Linked DNA regions of Mus musculus: region 2 is linked to region 1. The links are chromatin contacts, called in public promoter capture Hi-C maps. All regions are on one chromosome and are shown on one strand. The core of a region is the stretch at or near the end of the contact, and the rest is flanking DNA. Distances in the headings are between cores, read along the strand shown. Region 1 holds the start of Fan1 (FANCD2/FANCI-associated nuclease 1). Region 2 holds the start of Lrrk1 (leucine-rich repeat kinase 1).

What was found. Promoter capture Hi-C pulls out the DNA fragments that hold promoters and counts their contacts.
Region 2: a contact with region 1 is called in a promoter capture Hi-C map of pre-B cells, with 4 times the contacts expected there. The contact joins the promoter of Lrrk1 here to the promoter of Fan1 in region 1.

Annotation. Positions count from the first base shown.
Region 1 is chr7:64,371,096-64,376,123 of GRCm38.p6, forward strand. Fan1 (FANCD2/FANCI-associated nuclease 1) reads right to left here and starts at 2,961. Exons shown (of 14, transcript NM_177893.4): 1 at 2,840-2,961; 2 at 1,166-2,659; 3 at 424-564. The coding sequence starts at 2,408.
Region 2 is chr7:66,384,876-66,390,134 of GRCm38.p6, forward strand. It overlaps Lrrk1 (leucine-rich repeat kinase 1), which reads right to left and starts at 3,466. Exons shown (of 34, transcript NM_146191.3): 1 at 3,345-3,466.

The sequences.
Region 1 (5,028 bases), core at 1,711-4,210:
GGCAGTCCACCCTTCATGGCCCTTTCAGCTATCACCCAAGCACCCGAGAGCCTTAAATCACATGATAACCCACTGTCCTAAGTTAACAGCACTTAGATCTTTTTTTTTTAAAAAGTAGTTGCTATTTAGCAGATACTAATCAGGATACCACACCAACATTCCCATAAGTCCACTGAAAGTGAATCTTGGTGTTTTGGTTTGTTTGTTTTTTGTTTGTTTTTGTTTTTGTTTTTTTCAAGAGAGGGTTCCTCTGTGTAGCCCTGGCTGTCCTGAAACTTACTCTATAAACCAGGCTGGCCTTGAATTCAGAGATCCAGCAGCCTCTGCCTTTCAAGTGCTGGGATTAAAGGCGTGCACCATCATTCGGCATGAAAGCCATTCCTTAAATCCCATTTCCTTTTCAGGTCCTCCTTCTAACCGTACCTGTCTGTAGAAAGCCTGAGTCCTTCAATTCTTCAACCACAGGGGTTAAGTCGGAGGCAATCTCTTCATACTCCAGTTTACTCATTTTAATCCAGGTTAATTTACGTTGAAAGAGCCTCACATACAACTTTTGACCACTAGCTGCAACAAAGGCAAGAAAAAAAAAAAAACAGCAAAAAAATTTATTAACTTTCTTCTAAAAAAACATACAGATTCCATTTACTTCTAGATATGAGGCAAATATATATTATTAGAAATATACACATATACACACTAGCCAGCCGGTAGCCCATGTCTTTAAACCCAGCACTTGGGAGGCAGAGGGATCTCTGAGTTTGAGGTCAGGAGGCCAGCCTGGTCTACAGAGTGAGTTCTAGGACAGGCAGGGCTACACAGAGAAACCCTGTCAGAACAAAAGAACGAAAGAACAAAAGAAAAGAAAAGAAAAGAAAAGAAAAGAAAGGGAAAGAAAGGGAAAGAAAGAAAGAAAGAAAGAAAGAAAGAAAGAAAGAAAGAAAGGTAGGTCAAAGAAAGCTACTGCCATAGTAACTGAAGTACTGTTTGCACAGCAGATATCACCAGGCACAAGAACTGGTTTTAAATGGGCCTCTCCTTGACACAGAGAGCCAGCCCGCAGTACTCCCACAGTGACTCCTCGTGGTGGTCATCAGACTACTTACTGGCCCTCCCATGGCACACAAACCAGACGAGGAAGCTCTGAAAGCCAACAGGCCGAAGGTACCTGACAACTGGTAAAACCTGGTGATAATCGCCTTCTCCTGCTCATCGAAGAGCTTCATGTCCTCTTCGTTCCCAAGGAGGGCCTGCAGCACCACCAGGAAGCTCCGCAGGTAGTACGGGTGACTCAGTGCCAGTTGAGCTGTCTCACTGGGGCCACCGCAGCTGGACCCCTGCTCCAGAGGGCAGTGTAAGACACTGCCAGCTTCCCTGACAAGCTCTTGGTTGTTACTCCACGTAGTCATGTCAGACATGTCAACATCGGTAGGACCATTTGATTCTGCCTCCCCAGACACCAGCGTTTTGGCCGCAGCATCGAAAGTCATTTGTACTTCTTTGTGACTGCGCACCTCGAGCGGCTCAGCAAGCCCTACATCTGCCCTTCTGGCACTTTCTTGCTTTACAAGAGTGTCTCCCGGAGAGGATTTCGTGTTACTGACGAGAGTTGAATCTGAGGACAGTAATATGGAAGCATGCTCTGCAGATGCAGGGGTGAGGGCTGGCTCCCCGCAGGAAGCTTTCTGGCTTTCATCTCCCGTTATTTTATTGTTCTTTACCTTCTGTTCTGAAGCATTCTCTTCTTTTAGAGGTGCACATGAATAAATGTTTTCCTTTTGGGAACTGTTCAAAACCTCATCTTTGTCTTCCATCTCTGGACAGTTATCAGTCAGGCTGGTGCCAGGTGTGGACGGAGAAGTCTGTGGGCACTGACTGGCTAGTCCCTCATTCTTAGCGAGTGATTTTTTAGCGTTTAAGTATCGTCTGGACAATTTCGATGTCAGACTTCCCAAAGGCATAATTTCTACACTCTGATTTGGAAGCTCATTTTGATCTTTGGACACTAAGGCATCTTTAAAGTAGGGACTGGTCTGCTGTTGTATGCCCAGTTTTGAACCACATTGGACAGAAATTAAACTTCTCTTTGGTGGTGATAATTTCTGAGGTGTCACATTCTCTAAAGGACCACTGGGTAAATCTGATGTAGGCACAGTTGGACTCATTAATCCAGCCTGAGCAGGCTCTACTTGAACGTCATCACCAACACCGTTGTTAGCACAAGACTCATCAAGGTGCCGAATGAGGTCATACCTGGGCACCATTTTATGACAAGTTGAACATGCAAGTTTAGCAGGTGGTGCACTGTTAAAATACGAAGTAATCGAATGACACTGGCTTTTTGCAGTTTTGCTGGTAGATAAGCTTCTACGGGGTCTTTTTTGATCAGGTGATTTCCTTTGTGACGGCATGACTATTAGAGAAAGTGGGCGACCCAAGAAGAAAATCAGGTCATCTCAGGTAAGGACCGAAATGTTTTACTTTCATTCACTTGGCTTGAATTAGTAAAAACAACAACAAAAAAAAAGGGTCCCTGCTACCTCCTCATCAGTTAATACAGCGGCCACCCCAGGTGAAGGACCCTAAAGGGTTACTTTTACTCTCGCCGTGAACTAATACAAAGTGAAATAGCATTTGATGTCGTTATTCGTTCAACTTCTTCCTACAAAATAAAATACATGAGTTAAAAATATTTTTATACATTTACGGGGTCGGCCGACAACTGAAACGTAGAATGGCAACTTCTGGAACGAGAACCCTGAAGTGGATACAGATCGGAGCGGACCTGCAGCTCCGCGCATGCTCTGTGTCCCTCGCTTCGGAAGGACCAAGCTGCACTTACTTTCAGGGCCTTTCTAAGAACCGTTTGTCTTAAAAAGAGGACGCTGACTCGCTCAGACTCCCCTGAACTCACTGCAGCGGAACAGGCTGAGTCGCTCTCAAAGGGCCACAAGGCGGGCAGTCGCTCTGCGCAGCCCGGACCAGCCAGAGCAAGGCGCTACAGGCATCCCCAGCCGATCCCCGCGTCTTCGCTCCAAGGCTCAGCTAGTGGAGGACAGAGTGATCGAGCAGAAGGCGGACCAAAAGAGAAATGGAGTGTGTAGACTGAGGAAACTGTGACATGATTGTACTCTACTACCTCAAGAGCTTTACACTAAGGTAGCAGAACATTAACCGTTGTGGTGGTAATCCCTTTTTGTTTTGTTTTTTGAGTAAAGGTTTCTCTGTAGACCTACAGACTCACTCTGTAGACCAGGATCACCTCTAACTCAGAGATCATCCTGCCTGTGCCTCCAGAGTCCTGGGATTAAAGCCATGCCGTCATCTCACCCAGCATTCCTAACACAACTAAAAATTAATGAAACGCTATGATACGCTAATCATGATAAATATTTTATGATTAGTTTGACTTGACATGAAAGAAGGACCAGAGAAAGTTAGATGAACAGAGAGAAAATAAATAGAAAAACCAAATAAATCAGGTCAATAATGACAGGAAATGGTCATGATTAATATACTTTAAAGGTAAAACTAGTCCGATTAGACTTAAAATGTAGTTCCTAACTATGTGCACATACAAGAGCCTGGTATAGCAAATTGTTAAAATTTCCACAAAAATACAAACTATGTAATAGTTAAATCACTGCTAAAACTAACACCTTAAAGTGTGGGGAGATGAGATAATTACTCAAAAGTATTTATTCAGAGGAAAAAGATAAATCCTATTTTGAATAAAATTTAGGATGTTTTTGGGCGTGGTGATACACACCTTTAATGCCAGCACTTGGGAGGCAGGAGCAGGCGGATCTGAGATGGAGGGCAGCCTGGTCTACAAGGCTTCTTGTGGCTGCATAGTGTGACTCTGTCTCAGAAACAAACACCAACTTGGGGAGATTTTTAAATGTCCTATTAGTGGGGCCATAGTCAGAGAATGGCCCCCAAACTCATGTGTTAAAATATAATGGCTGGGACTGAAGAGATGGCTCAGCGGTTAAGAGCACTGACTGCTCTTCTGAAGGTCCTGAGTTCAAATCCCAGCAACCACATGGTGGCTCACAACCATCTGTTAGGAGATCTGACGCCCTCTTCTGGGGGTGTCTGCAGACAGCTACAGTGTACTTACATGTAACAGTAAATACATCTTTGGGCCGGAGCAAATGGGACTGAAGAAAGAAGAAAACGTAATGGACAAAGGGGAAAATGTTGGCGTATTTGTTGTATTACATCATTAGGTTCTCATATCTTTACCTCAGTTCCATCTCTTATTCCACCCTTCTCCCTTCCACCTCCCTAACGCTAGGTAGGAAAGAATATTAGAGGGGAAAGGAGGCATAGACTTCTATAGGCTACTTTCTGTTGCTGAGGGTCGTCCATCCTTCTTCATCAGAGTATCCAGCAGTCCAGCAAACCAGCAATTCAGCAATAGCAGATGCAACAGCAGCAGAGGCAGGAGCATGGGGAGCAGCAGCTACCACAGGCTCTCTCCGGGCTCTGGCATTTAGACCCTCTCCAGAGTCCCAGAAGTAAACTATCTGCAACTGGTAAAATCCCCCTAACCCCAACAGAAGACAGTAATATTTCACAGCTGTATATAATCTGAAGCAGCCCCGTATCCCACACCTGGGATTAAAACAAAAACATATTCATATAACCTAACTGGATTTTTAAAGAAACCAAAACTACAGGGGAAGGTGTAAGCCACACACATGAAGGTGCTGTTTTGTGAAAGAAGACACAGTAGTGGGAGAAGAAAATCAAGAAGTCAAAGCACTATGTACACAGACAGCTGGTTATGAGCAAAGCGGCAGGCTCTGGGTGCTTCTCATAGCAGGAAACACGGTGAGAAAGTGGAGAGCACCAGTGCAGGGAGAGGGTGTGGAAGCTCAGGCCTGTTTCACAACCACAAAAACCCACACGCTTTCTATTATTTGGTTTTTGTTCTTCTAGGGTCTAGTGTGATCCAAGCTGGTGTCTAACTCACTATGGAGCTAAGGAAAATCCTGAATTTCTTATCCTCCAGCCTCCATCTTC
Region 2 (5,259 bases), core at 2,216-4,715, 2.0 Mb after region 1:
TCTTAAAACAAGTCATTGCTACGAGGTTTCTGACCAAGGAGAGTCACTTGTGTTTCTACAGAATTTAGGAAGGACAACCGAGACAGGTGTTGAATGTTTGACCGAAGCATGCTGGGATAGATCACATTAGCTAGCTCCTTCTTGAGTCAAAACCTGGTGGAGATAAACAGCCTATGGTTGTAGACAACTCCAGTGCTTTCAGCATCCTCTGACCAATATTCGTGCCTACAAAAACGGACGTCATAATATCATGAAGCGGGAGGCCCAAGAACTATGTTGTTTGAAGCCCTACATGAGTACAGAAAGTTGGGGAACAGAAAGGTTCCACCAGTATGAACCCACATCTAACTCAAAGCTCTTCTTTCATTAATCCGTCACTGTATCTACCACTCTCCACAGGTGGTTCCTGGCACAGTTATGACAAGGTGCCACAGTCAACAAAGAAGACTCTGCCCTCAGGAGCCCCAGCAGAGACCCTGAGTAAGTAGGCAGGAGATAAACAGAAGGGGGAGGAGTACATGGACAGAGGGGCCATGAGGACGATGTAGAAGGAAAGGGAGAGACTGTGTAGGTTTGGGAGGCACATGGAGAGACATGGGGCAGCAAAGCAGATACCTCAAGCTGGAGAGAGAGGCTGGGAACAGTGGGCTAGGGCCAGTGGGATGGCAGAGAGCTGGAATGAAAGGGAAGAGTGCCCCTAGATTTCATGCCAACCGCAAGATGAGAGTATTGGAGACACCATGAAGAGGAAGGACACAGCCCATCATCGGGCCATTAAGAATGTATGCACACCATTCTGTCCCCGTGGGGAAACCCACTGGTATACCAATAAAGGGACACAGCTATAAAATGGCTCCTGATGACACATGGCCATACCCACAAATCAGTCCACCTCAGAGAAGCTTCGTGCAGTAGATAGGAGTTAGCACAGAGACCCACAATCTGGACAGTGTGCAGAGAGTGAGAGACTTTGAAGCACTCTATTCGAACTGGGATTTCTTTGTCATGCTCCTCCCCTCAAGGCTCAGGGATCTATGGGTAAGATTAGGTAGAAAGATTGTAAGACAGAGCAGGGCTGATGCCCGTATGAACTCATAGAGACTGTGGAAGCAAGCACCGGGCCTGAACAGGTGCAAACCAGACAAAAATCCCAGCACCAAGAAAGGGAAGTGGCACAAAGTCCCACCTCTCAACCAAGAAGCTATGTGCAACTGTGATACCAGCTGGGATGAGGAGAATCAGCCTCACACACACATACGAATGCCTCCAGGGTAGGCCCTATGCCTAGTACGCGCGCGCGCGCGCGCTCACACACACACACACACACACACACACACACACACACACACAGAGAGAGAGAGAGAGAGACAGAGAGAGAGAGAGACAGAGACAGAGAGACAGAGAGACAGAGACAGAGACAGAGAGACAGAGACAGAGAAGAGAGAGAGAGAGATCCATGATTTTTGTGTGCCTTTTTTGTTTGTCTGGTTTGCCTTAGTATTCTTTGTTTTGTTTTTGACAGAATGAACATCAAGTTGGATGCATAAAGAGAAGTATCTGGGAGGAGTTGGGGCTAGGGAAAAGCATATGAAAAAATATATTGTATACGTAATTTTAAAAAGAAACATTAAAATAAAGAATGAATATATACGATATATCCAGAGCGGAGGGAGGGGCACATGGCAATTTGGACTGTGTAGGAGTTCGTATGTGCATCAGCCCTGTTGTGTCTCAAAAACAGAAGAAGGGAATGGACTGGGCCCACTTGGGGATGGAGCCAACAAGACTACTCTGGGATGATTTCTAGGGTTCTTCTTATTTTTAATATCTCTCTCTCTCTCTCTCCCTCTCTCTCTCTCTCTCTGTTTGTATGTTTGTGTGTGTGTGTGAGTGTGGCGTCCGTATGTGTGTGTTGAGATCATCAGATGACCTGCTGTTGGTCTTTGCTTTGCACCATGTTTGAGACAAGGCTTCTTCTTCATGTTGCCCACACAAAGCTAGCTGACCAGTGAGCTTCCAGGGAATCTCCCATCTTGAAGTGGGGGCATCTGGGATTGCACCTTTGTCTCATCTGGCTTTAAGCGGATTCTGAATCTGAATTCAGATCCTCACACGTGATCAGCAAGTGCTTTGTATACTGAGCCATCTCCTTAGCTGGTTTATTTAGTTAGTTATAATAATTATATCCAAACTATTAAGGAGACTGTTGTAGGTGTGGGGGAAGGAAACGTTTGGCTGACTAGAAAAGCCCCTCTAAGGACAAATTAGGTGTTGGTATGCTATATTCTTCTGGAACATGAGCAAGGACAATGAAAACCAAATCACAGAAAGAATTCAATGCTAAAGTTTTTCAAAGTGTACAAATCGTAGGTCCTTTGATGCTGCTATGTGAGTGTGAGTGACCAACTCATCAAAAATAGGTTATTTGGTGAGAATTTGCTAAGAGAATTTGCCTTTAAGACCCTATCTATCCTGCTCCGGTTTTTGCAGGGATGAGCATCATGTAAGAGAAAAACGTAATGGCCTCAAACTATTAAAAGCCAGACTGAACTGGCTGTCAGCATCCCTAGAGTCTCTCCATTGCTGTCTTTCTTACTGCCCCTCCAGGAATTCTTGTTCTCATCCATTAAGGACTGCCACTGGCTCCAAGCAACAGAGCCCATAGGCAAAGTGATGGGACCACAGGGTGAGAAACATGCCCCACGCGTGGAGCAGGGGAAGACCTCCAGACCATCCAGCACCACCCGGCTGTCCCGCACGCGCGGGAAGAGCCTCGCTGGGCCTTTGCCTCCAGCCACTCGCGCCCACGAACTCCCACGCTTAGACCCCACCCCCACTCCCAAGTTAAAAGTCAGGCTTTTTTTTTTTTTTTTTTTTTTCCAAACGCAAAAGAACTTTGTAGTCTCCCTAGTGTTTCCTACTTTTGTTTCTGAACTCGGCTCCCCGCCCCCGCCCCGCTCCGATCCCAGGCTGGTTTTCGGCTGCCCCAGCTCCCGGGTTCTAGCTCTGCACTCGCTTTAACCCTTCAAGGGGCGAGGGTCGCTGCGCAGCCCAGAGAGGCAGCGAAGAGACCCCGGGCAGCCCGAGTTCCAGACGCCCACCGGAGCTGTGACCTGCGGGTCCCGGACACAGGCCGGGGTCCGGAGCACGCGGTCGCCCGGGGTACGGGGTGCTGAGCTGGGGAGAGGAGCTGTGGGGCGAGGCGAGACGCAGGGCACAAGCAGGCGACGGCGGCTGCACGCGGGGACCCGGGCGCGGGACGGGGTGGTGCGGGCAAAGCTTGGATCTAAGGTGCGGGCTTCGCTCGGGTCCTCGGACAGGGCGCGGGTCGGAGCAGCACTTACCTGCGGCGGCAGGGTCTGGAAGCCGCGGATCGGCGACATCAGAGGGCCGGGGCCTGCCGGTCCTACCGTACTCTGCCCTGCAATGCTCTGGCCGCCGGGGGCCAGACGCACTTCCTCAATCCTGCGGCCGCCTGGCGGGCGGAGAGGGCGGGTGGCGCGGAAGCAGGGCTGTGCCAGAGGGTCGGCCGCCCCGACCTCCCCTGGATGGCCTGCCTCGGTTTCCCTAGCTGCAAGATGTCGGTGACCAAGCTCACTGCTCTTGTGCCTCGGTAGACGCTTGGGTCTTGAAACTTTGTGGACTCCTCTCCAAATTTGAATGCTTTGCTGCCTTCCCTGCGGACAGGCACAGTGACAAGGTTGTGCCTTTCCTACCCTGCTCGAGTAACAGATTAATTTTTATCCTGTTTGCTGGCCATATACTGTGACTGTAAATATTAAGAGAGCGAGAATATTAATGTGTGTGCAGGTCTTTATGGAGCGGTGCAGAAACTACATTTTAAAAGTTGATGTTTTGTAAACTGCGCTTTTTCACCACACGAGTTCGCTAACTTAAATTATGGACGTTTGCAAAGATATTACTAGCTGATGAATATTTTTCGATTTTCGAACTCCGGAGTAGCTGGGATTACAGGAGCATGCCACCCTGACTGGCTGCTTGTGGCGATGAGGTGGAATGTTGTCAGTTGATTCCACTGAAGTTAATAACCAAACGCGGCTATACACTCAGCAGGCAAGCTTCGGATTCCGCTCGTTTTCCCCGAGAAAAGATAATCCTTGGTAGAAAATCAGTACTGGACCGAAGTGCTTCTTACTGGTAAGAATGAATATTCCTGAGACCAAGTGCAAAGAACATTGACAGACCGCCTCACTGGCAGCTCACAGAATTTGAGAAGCCGTGGGCCGCCTGAGATATTTTGGGAACACCTCAAGTGTTTGTTTAGAGTTGGAGTTTGTATCCCTAGTTGGCAAGGCCACAACCTCGCAGCTCTTCTACGTTCGCTCTTCTTTTCCTCCATCGAACACTGTTACAAAAATGTAGGTGGGGTTCTGCAATCCTGTCCTCACCACCGAGGTCCTCAGACCAATTAGCAAGGCCAGCAACATGACTGCTATGGAAAAGTCCCTAATAATTTGCAAGGCATGGCGTCAGCAGTTTGAATGAGCCTGGCTTGGTGGCGCCTTCAGGGCATACATACATCACTGCCACCTAGCGTTACTAAAAGGAAGTCCATGTCTAGAGCCAGGACCAACACACACTAAGAGGACTTGTGTTGCCTATGCTTAAGTGGCAAGAAATTTTCCACTTTAAACAATCTTAGAAATAGGTTAAGAAAAGTGCCCAATTTAAAACAAACAAACGAGCAAACAAAGGTCTGGAATATTCGACACATATATGAGCTTTTTTTGAGATGGCCATATCACAGTATTCAACTGTACCCAGTAGGTGTGTTTTAATCACAAGTTTGCAAAGGAGACAATTACAGAATAGCTAAAATTCCTTCTCACTTCTTTTTCATTCCTGCAGACCCATGTTTTTCTTGGGTTTGCTCACATCCCACCCTGACTTTCAGTCTGAGGTTGGAATTACCCTGTCTACAAAGGGGTCCTCTGATAGACAGTGGTCAGAGGTAGATCAGCCACCCACCTCCCTGAATGAGCATGACACTGCGGAGGCTAACTGTTCCTTTTGTCTTCTGACACTCGATTTTATTCAGCCAAATGCTCACTTTTGTTTGATGTCTCCCCCCCCCACACACACACACAATAATTTAAAGACCCTCTTCCGGTCTCCACCTACAATCACAGTTGGCTACAAGGATTCTAGTAGGCATTAGAAAGTAGGCACCCACCAAGAGCTGAAACTAGAACATCCCATAATGTCTTCTTTGAGAGAATGTGTCCAAGTGCATGCATA